Regions from separate parts of the Mus musculus genome. Here region 1 is linked to region 2. Evidence: chromatin contacts called from public Hi-C data. All regions are on one chromosome and are shown on one strand. Each heading gives the region's core, a stretch centred on a gene start, on an enhancer-like site or on the middle of the called end of the contact. The rest is flanking DNA. Distances are from core to core; before and after follow the strand shown. Region 1 holds the start of Pin1 (protein (peptidyl-prolyl cis/trans isomerase) NIMA-interacting 1). Region 2 holds the start of 4931406C07Rik (RIKEN cDNA 4931406C07 gene).

Region 1 (5,855 bases), core at 2,562-5,061, 5.3 Mb before region 2:
CCCAAACAAACCTTTCTCTATTAAACTGCTCCTTAGCAGTTAAAACAAACAAAAAACCAACCAATCAACCAACCTCATTTTAAAACTACTTATTTCTTGGGGCAGGGAAGCACACATGCTGTGGTGCTCTTGGGGGTGACAGAAAACTCCCAGGAGTGGGCTCTCTCCACATGTATCCCGGAATGGAACTTGGGCCCTCAGCTTTAGCAGCAAGTGCCTTTGCCTGCTGAACCCTCTTGCTGGCCCTTGTCAGAGTATTTTGTCACAGGAACAGGAAAAGAAACTGAGGTAGCCCCTGACCCAGTTGAGAGAGGACCTCCAACAAGCCCCGCTCCCTCCCCTACTCACCATTGATGAGCTCCAGGGCCTCCTCCTTGCTCCTGGTGATCTTTTCCTGCCGCCAGGATGAGGGCCTCCGAGACTGGCTGTGCTTCACCAGCAGATGTGAGCAGCGCACCTTGGCAGGCTCACCCTGGCCATTCTTGCTGCTGCCTCCAACAGTGCTGCCGCCGCTGGGCCGCTCCCACTGGCTGGCGTTGGTGATGTGATTGAAGTAGTACACCCGGCCTGGGGGAGAGCAGCACCTACTTCAGCAGGGGCTGGGCCAAGGAGGCCTCCATCTCAAAGCCAGGATAACGACTGGCTCCGGAGGTGCCTCCTTTAGCAGATCCATTTCCTGTTCTACCCCATGCTAAAGGCTGGGGAGGATGCTGTCCCCATCGGGACCTGTAGGGCTGTGCTAATGCTTTAGGTGGTACCAGACAGACACTCAATCAGTAAATCAGATAAAACAGCTTCCAGGCCTTCTAGATGGCTCTGCAGGTAAGGGAACTTGCCAAGTCTGACAACCTGAGTTTGATCTCCAGGAAGTTGCCCAGTGGAAGGAGAGAACCCATCAGCTTCGAGATGTCCTCTGACCTCCACATATATACCATGGCATAGTGCCACCTTACAAAATAAATACAATCAGATTCTCAAAAGCATCCTCAGTTATAGTTTGAGAATAGCCTTGGCTACAAGGGACCCAATTCCAAACATGTACAACAAACAGTATGGGCTGAGGTTCTAGCTCACTGGTTCAGTGCTTGCTTGGCACTTGTGAGGTTCTAGATTCAAGTCCCAGGATCACATATCACCAGAAGATAAAAAGTGTAACTGTTCTTACCCAGTGCTCCATTCCAAACAAACCCTAGGCACCACCTCCTCCATCTCTGCTACAGCAGCAGTGTTTGTGTCTTGTGCATAAACAGAGATAGAAACCCAAAGCTGTATTCTCAACCCCTGCACTGGTGGCCTAAGTCAGAGAGCAAGGAAGCAGCATTACTTGGGACCTGCTGTCACCTGAGTGACAGTGAAGAGCATAAAGGAGATGGCAAAGGAAACACCTGAAGGAAAAGTCTGGCTTAGTGAAGCATACCTGTATGCTTAGCATTAGGGAGGCTGAGGCAGGGGGATGGATGTCTGCAGTTTGAAGCCAGTAAAGGTAAGTTTGCAAGACTGCCTCCAAAAAGTGAAAGAGAAAAGAAGAGGAGAGGGGAGGGGTATGGCAGAAGCTGAAGGAAGGACCCAGTAGATTCTGGGTCACTCCAAGGGCTGAGAGTCATTCTGGGTTACACAGCTGATCTAGCAGCAGAGAAGGGCTGAGTGTTACCCATGAAAGGGCGGCTTTCATAGTTCTACTGAGAACAAATGGCAAGAATTGGGACTGGTCCATAGCTAGGCAGACGGGCAGGGGTAGAGGTGTGTGTGTGTGTATAAAAGAGTTTTACTACAGGAGGCTTCACCAGCTGCTTCTATCGGACTGGGGTTCAATTTCCAGTGCCCACCTAGAGGCTCACAACTGCCTGTAATTCTAGTCCTAGGGTGTCTAGCACCCTCTTCAGGCTTCTCTGTGGGTATTGCATGCATATGGAATACACATGCAAGTCTAATGCCCATACATGTATTAAAAAAAAAAAAAAAGTTTATGTAGCCCAGGATAGCCATGAGCTAGACCTCCTGCTTCTGTGTAAGTGCTGGAAATACAGCTGTGTGCCACCACACCCAGCTAGAAACAAGTTTCCGCTAGAAGTCACAACCCCACACTAGGAATAGAGCAGCCTGGACAGCTGGACAGGAGCTAAATCCAACTAAAACCTTCCCAACAGGCCATCTCGGTGAACCTCAGCTTTCTCATCTGCAGAGCCGGGCCAGAGGATAAGGTCATCAGAGCCGGGCATAAAGGCAGAGAACTTTAGTCCCAGTGCTGAGAGGCGAAACAGAAGGACCATGAGCTGGAAGCCGGCTTGGGCTACACAGTAAGACTTTACCTCAGCTAATTAATCTGTGTCATGTAATCCCGGTAGACACCAGAGGTTCAAGGCTATCTCTCTCTCTCTCTCTCTCTCACACACACACACACACACACACAGCCTTAAAAAGGAAAGAAAGAAAATGGTTCAATGGGTAAGTGCCTGCAGCCAAGCCTGAGGATATGAGTTACGCATGGTAGAAGGAAAAAAACTCTTGCAAGTTATTGTCTGCTCTCCACATGCACACACACTAAGTATAGTCTTACTAATAAAGACTGCCTCAATAAATACATTGGGCAAAGTGGTGCATGCCTGTAATTTCAGCACTTGGGGGAGCTGAAGCAGGGGACCAAGAATTCAAGAGTAACCTGTCTTTATGAGGCTCTGTCTAATACCTTTCCACATCCACCCTCGACAAAATGGGGAAAGTGAATGACATTAAACCTAGCTGGGTTAATTCAGAGAGAGCCATAAGCAGTGTCCAGAACCCTGATGCTTAATAACTAAGAATTCTGAGAGAGCTCTGTAGGCTGCAGAGACCCTAGCTCTACCTGAGGTCCTTGTAGGCTACTCTAGGCGTTGCCACTGACACCGAGGAAGGCTATGCTTGGGATCAAAAGAAGTAAAAATAAAAATAAAATTAAAAATCATTGCAATCCAGGGCATTCCTAGTAACTGAAGTGCATTATCAGATGAGTTCTTTCCGTGTCCTGGCCTCAGTTTCTCTCACCTCAAAAATGAGAGCAAGTCTTCTTTTGAAAGAGGGTAGCTACAGAGAGGAGGAGGAGGAGGAGGAGGAGGAGGAGGAGGAGGAGGAGGAGGAGGGAGAGAATAAGCCAAGGAAAAAGAGGGAGGGAGATATGGAGGTGGGGGTGGGGATAGGGGAAGAGGAAGAGAGAGGAGAGGAGAGAAGAGAGGAGGGTAGGGGGGAGAGGGAGAGAGAGAGAGAGTGGGAGAACGTGAGACCACACCGACGTGGACTTATGAAAGAACTTAAAGTCTTTCAAAGAGCTTGGTACCATGCTTGACCCAGAGACGAACTGGCCTGGTTAGAAGCCATCACTGCCGCAGGGTCCCGATGGGGGTTGGGGGGTGGGATGAGCAGGCACGTGTCTCGGATGCTGCGGGAGAACTCAGATCAGGGCGGCCCACGCCCTCTGCACTGAGTCCGGATCTCTTCCTCTCAAGGGAGCCCCGAGGTGCAGCCTCGTCACCTCTGAGCACCGGAGCCCAGCGGTGGGCGAGGACGGGGGCGCGTCTGTGCCTGCCCCACCTCCTACCTCAGTTTCTGGCTTTCCGGGCCCGTTATCCGCGGAGGAGGCCAGATCTCCATGCCCGAATCAGGCCGGTGATGAGACTCGCCTGTCTCGGCAAGCTCCAGCCTAACTTCCGAGAGCTCGCGAGGCCCCGCCCTGGCCCCGGGCGACCCCCAAGAGGTACCTGAGCTGCGACTCATACGCTTCTCCCAGCCTGGTGGCAGCTTCTCCTCGTCCGCCATCTTCCCTCCTGCCGCAGCGCCTGCTCCGCCTCCGCGGCTCTGACCCCGCGCCAGAGCAGCGCCGCTGGTGATTGGCTCGTCCAATAGAAACGCCAATTGGACGGCAACACGGAGCCGCGAGCACGCGAGCTTTTTATTGGACTCCCCCGCGGTCGGACCGCCCCTACACACAGCCTCCCACCTTCCCAACACCACTGCCGATTGGCTCGTCTGGAAGCTACGTCTATTGGGTGCTCCAACCGGGAAAGTGGCTCCCTCTAAGCGTCAAAAGGCTCTCTTGGTTCGCTTAGGCCACAAAATAGAGCTTATTTGACTGGCTCCTGAGGCAGCCAATCCGGCCTTCTTGAGCCTTTCTCGGAGGTCCGCCAACATCCGCGCGGAAGTGGCCAGCAGGAACTAAGATACAAGGTACTTTTGCTGTACTTTGCCGTTGCCATAGCAATGCAGTTGCCTTGGTGACTATGCAGCGCCTAACTATGCAGAGGCTAACTATGTAGAGCCTAAATTTGGCTTTTGAGTTCTCCTTCTTCCCACTGTTTTTTCCCAAATGTCCAAAGCGAAACCAGTCCCGTTTGGTTTTCACAAGGCGAACCATTTCACTGGTCCATTCACCCACTTTCCGTGTCTTTTTTAGAACCTACTTCGACTTATTCCTTCTCCATGGGCTCCTCCTGGCTTCTAGGCAGGTGACTGATGGGTGAGAGCGGTACCACTAGGATGAGGAAAGGGAGTAGGAGGGGGTGGACAGCTCCAACGATCAGTTTTAGTCAATTGGTAGTCTAAGGAAAAGGGTGTGCTAGTGTGTACCTTCAATCCCAGTACTCAGGAGGCAAAGGCAGGCAATTCTCTGAGTTCGAGAACAGCCTGCTCTTCAAAGTGAATTTCAGGACAGACAGGGCTTCACAGGAAACCTTGTTTCAACAAACAAACGAACAAACAAGCAAAAGGAAAAAAAAAATCTGTGTAGAGCTAGAGAGATGGCTCAGTGGTTAAGAGCCCTAGCTACTCTTCCACAAGACCTTTTCAATTCACCAGGCCTGAACGTAGTATGCATTCACACATACATGCAGGCAAAACATTCATATACATTAGAACTTTAAAATGTTACTTTATGCCTAGTGGTGGTGGCAAATGCCTTTAATCCTAGCACTTGGAAGGCAGAGGTAATCAGATCTCCAAGCTCAAGGCCAGGCTGGTGTACAAAGTGAATTCCAGGACAGCCAGAGTTACACAGAGAAACCCTATCTCCAGAATTTTTTTTTTTAAAGTTACTTTACAAAAGATTACATTTATAAGGGATACTGCCAAGAAAACTGTAGTCAAGAGCACAATTTGTGGCAATCTGATCTCTCCTTTCACCATGGGATTCTGGAGGTCAAACTAAAGTTGTCAGGCTTCGTGGCAAGTTACCCGTCTTGCTGGCCCTAGATAATTAATGATTTTCAAAGACACTGATGGGGGAGGGGTTCAATGAGTTCACCAATAGTGAAAACCTCTGTGTGACTTAAAAAAGATGGCACTCAGTGACATGAACTCATGAGAAGGGATTAGAAGCAAGATTCGACTGGGTTTAAAGCCAGGCTCTACCACTTACTGTGAACTGCTTAACCTCAATGATAGAGCCTTACAGTAGCAAAGCATGGGCCCAAGGACAGCACTCAGTGGCTAAGAGCATTTGCTACCAAGCCTGAGGACTTGACACACAAACATCTTTGTGAGTTTGAAGCCAGCCTGGTTTATACAGTGAGTTCCAAGACACCCAGGACTACACAGAAAGACCCAGTCTAAAAAAAAAAAAAAAAAAAGAAAAGAAAAAAAAGAAAGTGAGAATAGCTCAGACCTAGAGTTCAAACCATAATAGCAAAAAATGACATGACAGACTTAATAAGGCTACTTTCTTATCTGAAACCAGTATAGAAGAATATAGACCAGATAAGAAGCCTCACTCTTCCTAGCCAGAAATACTCCATGCACTCACATAGGTTCCCATTAAAAGTGTTTATTTTGCTGGATGTGGTAGCACATGATTTTAACCCCAGCACTGGGGAGGCAGAGACAGATGGATC
Region 2 (6,464 bases), core at 3,302-5,801:
GCAAAGACCATGCTGGTAGGTTAATCCACTGGTTTGAGGTCTCAAGAGGCCAGTCTAACCTCTGGCCTCAATATCCTACAAATATTCAAAGCTAGCGTTATAACTCAGCAGTATGATACCTTGGCATAAATATAAATGTGGACAAGGCTTCAGACCCCAACACTTGGGACTAAGAGGAAGAGTCACAAAAAAAAAAAAAAATCCTTGGTTATCAAATAGCCTAAATAGTAGTTCCACTCTTAAACAAAAATTCAATAGTATACAACTTGTACATTCTGTAAATGAAACAATAAAAATCAGCCACTTACAACCAACTTGATATCACATTCAGCCTGAGGATTTGTTGCTTCATCTTCAGTTCTGTAACATTAAATGGAATGTGTCACAAATCTTACCTAGTATTCTGATACCATTGAAACCTATAGTCAAAGAAAAATAATCCTCCCAAAGCTGATGTCCTGTGCACATTACCTCAGATTAAACAATCTTAAATGGACTAGAAGTTACGATTACTACTGAAGAATTTTATAGGATCTTCATTTTATAGATGGCACACCCACCCCAGCACTTGAGAGGCAGGTAAATGAGTTCAACCCTAGCCAAAGCTGTACAGTAGTGAGACTGTCTTTAAATTAGCTTAAATATGACAAACCCCATAAATTGCCCTTCAAGATCCAACTTACAATGGCTCTTCAATAGGAGAAAGTGAACCATCATCATCCATGTATTTGTGCCTCCGACTGTCAAGGTCTTCCTTTTCTAAATCTTCCCCAGCATGCATTTGCTTCAAGCATTCCTTAAGGTGGTGTTCATACTTGAGTTTTTCAATGTGGTGAAAAAATCCTCTTGCAACAGCTTGCTGCAAGTTAGAACACACAATTCCTTAAATATTAAAACATCATATACTAATTATAATCAAGTTTGAAACTGTACCAAGAGGCTAAATAAACAATGGCTTGCCGTTCATCAAAAGGACCAGATGTGAGAGCACAGAAACCACGTAAATGTTATGTGCATGATGGTTCTACTGTAATTCCAGACTTGGGTAGTAAAGACAATAAGAACAAGGTGAATAGGAAGACAACCCAAACTGGCAAGCTCTGCCATGTCTGCACGTGCATACACAAATAAATACAAAGTAGACATTAATCACTGATTACATTTTCCGACCACTTGCAACCATTCAACAGTTAATACTCAAACATTTGAGAAACCTAAGTAGTATCTGGGTACTTGGGTTTTTCTCTCTAGCCCTTGACTAGTTAACTTTTAACTGTCAATTTGGCATAGCTCTGAATTACCCTAGAAGGGATCCTCAACAGAGGATCTTTGTATGATTGCCTAGATTGTGGGTGGGTGTTACCATTCTGAGCAAGAGGTCCTAGGCTAACAATGCCCAGGACCAGCAGCTTCCTTCATGGTCCTATTCTCCAGCCCTTCCTGGGACTTCTAAAAGTGGGCCTTAAATGGTACCATACCTTCTCTCTCGCCTGTACTCAAAGGATTGACTACTGCTGAAAGCAAGCTGGGTGTGGTGTGCTTCAGAATAGTCTAGAGATAATATAAGGGACCTCAAGGGACCCAGCTGGAGTACAACTCCATAAATCTGTGTGCACACTGATAAATATGCTTGTGCACATTTCTCTAGTGATGCAAGAGATGAAAATTGGAGCACTTTATATGGATGTCACTATTGTTAAAAGTAACAATCTGTTTCAGGTGTCCCTCAAACAATTAAGAATGGCCAACAAACCATTCAATCTTACCTAATGTATTCACCTACATTTAAAAAAAAAACTCACCTCATATGTTAAAATTTTCTTCCAAGGTAAAGGTTTTCTTCCACTCTCAGATTCTAAGAATGGAAACACAGCTCCTTTGTCTTTAATTTGTTTTGCATCTATTTGCGACCTTCTAGTGATCCTCGTTCCCGATGGTTTTCCTCTTGGTCTTCCTCTTGGTCTTAATTTTGGCTCATATTTTCTCTTTTTCCTCTTTTTCCGTTTCTTTTTTTTAAATCTTTCAAAAATAGCCTTTAAAGTCAGAGGCCTTGGTTCTATAGAAGAGTCACTTGATGAATCTGTTTCAACACTTGCAGGTAAAGTAACACGTTTCACAGTAGGGTGTCTTTGCTTTTGTATAGGTGAAGGAGCACACTGAGTTTTAAATAAGCTGCCATCAGAGGAGTCATCACTAAAACAAAAATGAAACTGCATCAGTTATCATTAGCTATAATCCTCCCCGAGTTTCAAGGCCATGCTCCCAATCATGCATTCCTTCAGTTCACAGCTCCAACAGCCTTTACTGCCCTTAGAACACCAGACAAAAGCATGACAAACCTAAAAACCATGTTAAAATTTCAAAGTGCATTTCTTCAAAGATCAACCCCCTAAAATCATACCCAGCATTTTAGAATAGATTCAGTACCAGTTAACCACTAGTACTTACTATTATATCTAAAACAAGACAGTTGGTTAAAATGTTCAGTTTTAACTTTCAAAAGCACCACTTAATCACTAAAGCTTCCACTATCTACCTACTAAACAAAAATGGGCCAATAAAACCAGAACTAGCCCCCCAAATGTAGTTTTCTTGGAAAAAATAAACTATGTTCCATTCCTACATGTTCAGGTTGGTAGAATTATACAGTTTTAATCAAACTGTCAAGCTAATATAAATGCTAATTGAGGTTCTCTCTATCTATTTTAAGTACAAGCATTACAAATAACTTGCTGGAGTGCAGGGTGTGGTAACATGCCTTTAATCCCAACTCTTGAGAGGTAGATGGGCAGGATTACCTGGGTGAGGGCAGCCATGGCTCTATCTACTGAGATGTCTCAAAAATAAATTGAACATTTGGACTGAATCTCTAGTTTACCCACAAAAGCTACCTTACCTTTGGTCTCCAGTATCTCCAGCTCTATCCGATGCCACACAGACAGAATTCACTTCTGATTGAGCCATCACTTTTCGCGGCCTTTCCCAATTTTCTGCAATCACAGATTTCAATGATGTACCAGCAGTCTAAGTTCAGCATACTCCTTCCCACTGTGTGAATTTCTGTAAAATCCCTATGGATAGTACATTTTATATCTACTTTAAAGCCTCTGAGTGGGCTTGTTTCCAGTATCCACATCGGGTTGCTCACAATCTCCTGTTAACTCCAGCTCCCTGTTAGTGATCTTTTGTCTTCCAGAGTACCCTCACACATATGGCATAGTTTTCTTTAAATATGTGAGTGAAAACAAGAAGCCACATTCCAATGCAGTTTGTTTTCTCACTAAATCTACCCCCAAAACCCGACATGGCTTTAACCACCACCTAGCCTCACAGTAGCATTTCTAATTCCAATCTGGGCTGCGAACTCGACACTGAAACAGAGTTCGGGTAGTTGGGATATGGCGATAGTGGCTCAAAAATCACTACTGATCAAATGGTCACAGGCCTGTAATCCTAACAACGTGTAAAAGAACCTTTAGATTATGGCTGAGACGATAGCCTAGCAGTTAAGTATACTGTCAATGGCCGGGCGTGGTGGCGCACGCCTTTAATCCCAGCACTCGGGAGGCAGAGGCAGGATTTCTGAGTTCGAGGCCAGCCTGGTCTAAAAAGTGAGTTCCTGGACAGCCAGGGCTATAAAGAGAAACCCTGTCTCGAAACCTCCCCCCCCAAAAAAGAAATGAATAGAATACTGTCAATGGACTAAGATGAGACTCCCAGAACTCACATGCCAGCCTAAAAATAGCTGTAAGCAGTCCTAAGAGATTCGATGTCCTCTTCTGGGCTCTGTGAGCACTGCGTGCACGTGGTGTAGAAATATTAGGCAGGCAAAACGGCCATATGTACTAAAGGAGAAAAGACTACAGTTTTCCTAGGCTACACAAAATCCTAGAACTAAAAATAATCACAACTTTCGAGGATAAGAAAAACAGGGTGACTACGACCTTAGATTGCAAAATGCCCGCTACATGAATTGCTTTTTTAAATTAACCCACCAAAACTGAAATTTAAGGTTGACCCGGTCGCCCCAACGATATGCCTGTGAGTAAATCAAAGATAATTCCTAGGAATCACTCCCACCTGTACGCTACTTTACAGTTCCGAGACTACAAGCTTTGGAGGCCACGTGGTGAGCTGCGTCGACTATGCGCCGTGGGCCCGCTGCAAGACCCTTTCGGAACGTAACCTAAGAGATGTGCGCAGGCAGCACGCGACCCCTTACACGGCACTAAAAACGCCCTCCAGGCCCAGAACACCTCGGCCTCTCCCAACAGCGACCCGGAGCCTCGTGCGGCCTGCGGATGGCGGGATTCCGGCCCGCTGCTCTGGCCCTACAAGAGCGCCGTTTCCGCGCGGACCGCAGCCCAAAGAACCCCGCCCTGCGGCCCCGTCGCCCGCAGCAGACCTGAGCGGCCACAGTGAACAACCGCTTACCTCTTCCGCCGCGTCGAAAAGAGCGCTCCCGGCGCCCAGCAGCCGGACTAGGACAAGGACGAAATCTCGCGTGAGTACACGTTGGTGGGCGTGGCTGTGCGTGTGGTGGGCGGGCCTCCGGGAGGGGCGGTACCCCGGCTCTCCCTTGGCCTAGAGCTATCAGAAAAGACTGGCAGGAGACTAAACCTGTGTTCGAACCTGAGTGGAAAGAAGGCCTTCCTGCAAGTGGGAGGACACTGCGGGCCAGGTGAGCGTCGATTTGTTGTGGTGACTGAGCCCGCAGTGTGCCAAGCTCTCTGTCAGACTAAGGGTGGCATGTGTTATGGATTTCTGTACTGTCCCTGTGTCCTCACTTGCCTCCTACTTTTTTTTTTTTTTTTTTTTGGTTTTCGAGACAGGGCTTCTCTGTGTAGCCCTGGCTGTCCTGGAAGGCACTTTGTAGACCCGGCTGGCCTCGAACTCAGAAATCCACCTGCCTCTGCCTCCCGAGTGCTGGGATTAAAGGCGTGCGCCACCACGCCCGGCACCTTCTACTTTTTGACCCCTGCACACACTGTCCAACAGTCTGTGGAATCCTGCAGCATTGACTCTGGCTTTGCACCCATGCAGGTCCACTAGGACTAAGTTGTAAGGGAACATTACAAACACCTTATTGAGTGCGTGACAAGATCTGTGGTGAGAGGGCAGATATTACTATCCCTTGAGTTCTCATAGACAAACACATTTCAAATGTAAAGTTGTTGGCCTAGAGATATAACTGGATTATAGAGAGCTTGCCTAGTGTACATGGCACCACGGAGAAAAAAAAATAAAAACAAAAAAAGCAAACAAAGACCTGTGTGTGTGGTTAGATCAGTATGAATATAGGGTCCTATGTGACTGAATGAACTATTTGCAAAGCTGTAAAGCCAGCCTTGTGCTTGAACCCTACTAGTCTAGTATATCGTAAAAGTGTGGTATATCATAAGTACCTAATAATTAGCAATATATTGTGTGCAATATATTTGGAAGAGAGAAGTCCCCTCTAGGTGGAAGATGGGCACTTCTCCTGGTGCTGCAGGATTATTCTGAAGTCTTCCTGGTGTCAGCCAAAGGGGCCATTTCTTCACTGCTGATTCAGCTTAGGGTGGGGTGCATTCTGGATTTACAGACCTGCCTTTGAGTTTGTTGTTGTTGCTGCTGTTGTTTGACACATGTCTCTTTATGTAGCCCTGACGATCCTGGAACTTGATTTGTAAACCAGGCTGGCTTTAACCTCACAGAGAACCTCTTGCCTTTACAGCCCTCTGCCTCCAGTGCTGGAGCTAAACATGTGCACCACCATGCCTGGCTTGAACCTGCTTTTGAATCCTGTTTCTGCCATGTAACAACTGAATGATCTTGAATAAATTTTGTTTCCTTTTCTGTACAGTAAGAAGTACAATATGTCTGTCATGGATTTGAGAATTTTGAGGGACTTTAAAGGGCCTGACAATTTCTGAATACAGGATGGCCTTAATCATGACACTCAGCATGATTGTCACCGTTAGCCTGTTGCTTTCCGTGTCGTTTCTCCCCCTGCACGTTTCTCTACCCTGTGTCTGAGCCATTGGCTCCCACCACTTACATCAGGAAAGTAAATATCTGCCTTCATCTGGCTGGAAGCTGTGCTGGAGCAGCTCTGACTATCGATGGAAACCATTCCCTTTGGCTCCTAATTCCAACTCCAACCTCTGCACACACGTGTTCTCCCCTGCCGTCATCTACACAAACGTACATTTCTAAACCAGTTATTCGGTCTGGAGAGTCCCATGGTTAGACTTTGTCTCTATTTTGGTAGGAATATAAAACAAACTGATTTTCTTTTAAGAAAGTAGAAAGTATAAAATTAGGGATATTGCTGGGCGGTGGTAGCACATGCCTTTAATCCCAGTACTCTGTGAGTTCGAGGCCAGCCTGGTCTACAGAATGAGTTCTACAGGACAGACAGGACTAGACAGAAAAATCTTGTCTCCAAAAGGGGGGTGTTACTCTAATTTGAATTCCTATTA

The links. A called contact is a pair of places that touch in the nucleus more often than the background predicts.
Region 1: a contact with region 2 is called in a Hi-C map of B cells, with 6 read pairs. The contact joins the promoter of Pin1 here to the promoter of 4931406C07Rik in region 2. A contact is called at or near these places in 1 of 39 promoter capture datasets (cranial neural crest) and 3 of 484 Hi-C or Micro-C datasets (B cells, LSK cells and embryonic stem cells).

The regions. Positions count from the first base shown.
Region 1 is chr9:20,650,074-20,655,928 of GRCm38.p6, reverse strand. Pin1 (protein (peptidyl-prolyl cis/trans isomerase) NIMA-interacting 1) reads right to left here and starts at 3,811. Exons shown (of 4, transcript NM_023371.4): 1 at 3,732-3,811; 2 at 349-567. The coding sequence starts at 3,789.
Region 2 is chr9:15,304,254-15,310,717 of GRCm38.p6, reverse strand. 4931406C07Rik (RIKEN cDNA 4931406C07 gene) reads left to right here and starts at 4,551. Exons shown (of 9, transcript NM_001199485.1): 1 at 4,551-4,681. It overlaps Taf1d (TATA-box binding protein associated factor, RNA polymerase I, D), which reads right to left and starts at 4,504. Exons shown (of 7, transcript NM_029248.2): 1 at 4,435-4,504; 2 at 2,897-2,990; 3 at 1,803-2,193; 4 at 684-859; 5 at 309-360. The coding sequence starts at 2,964.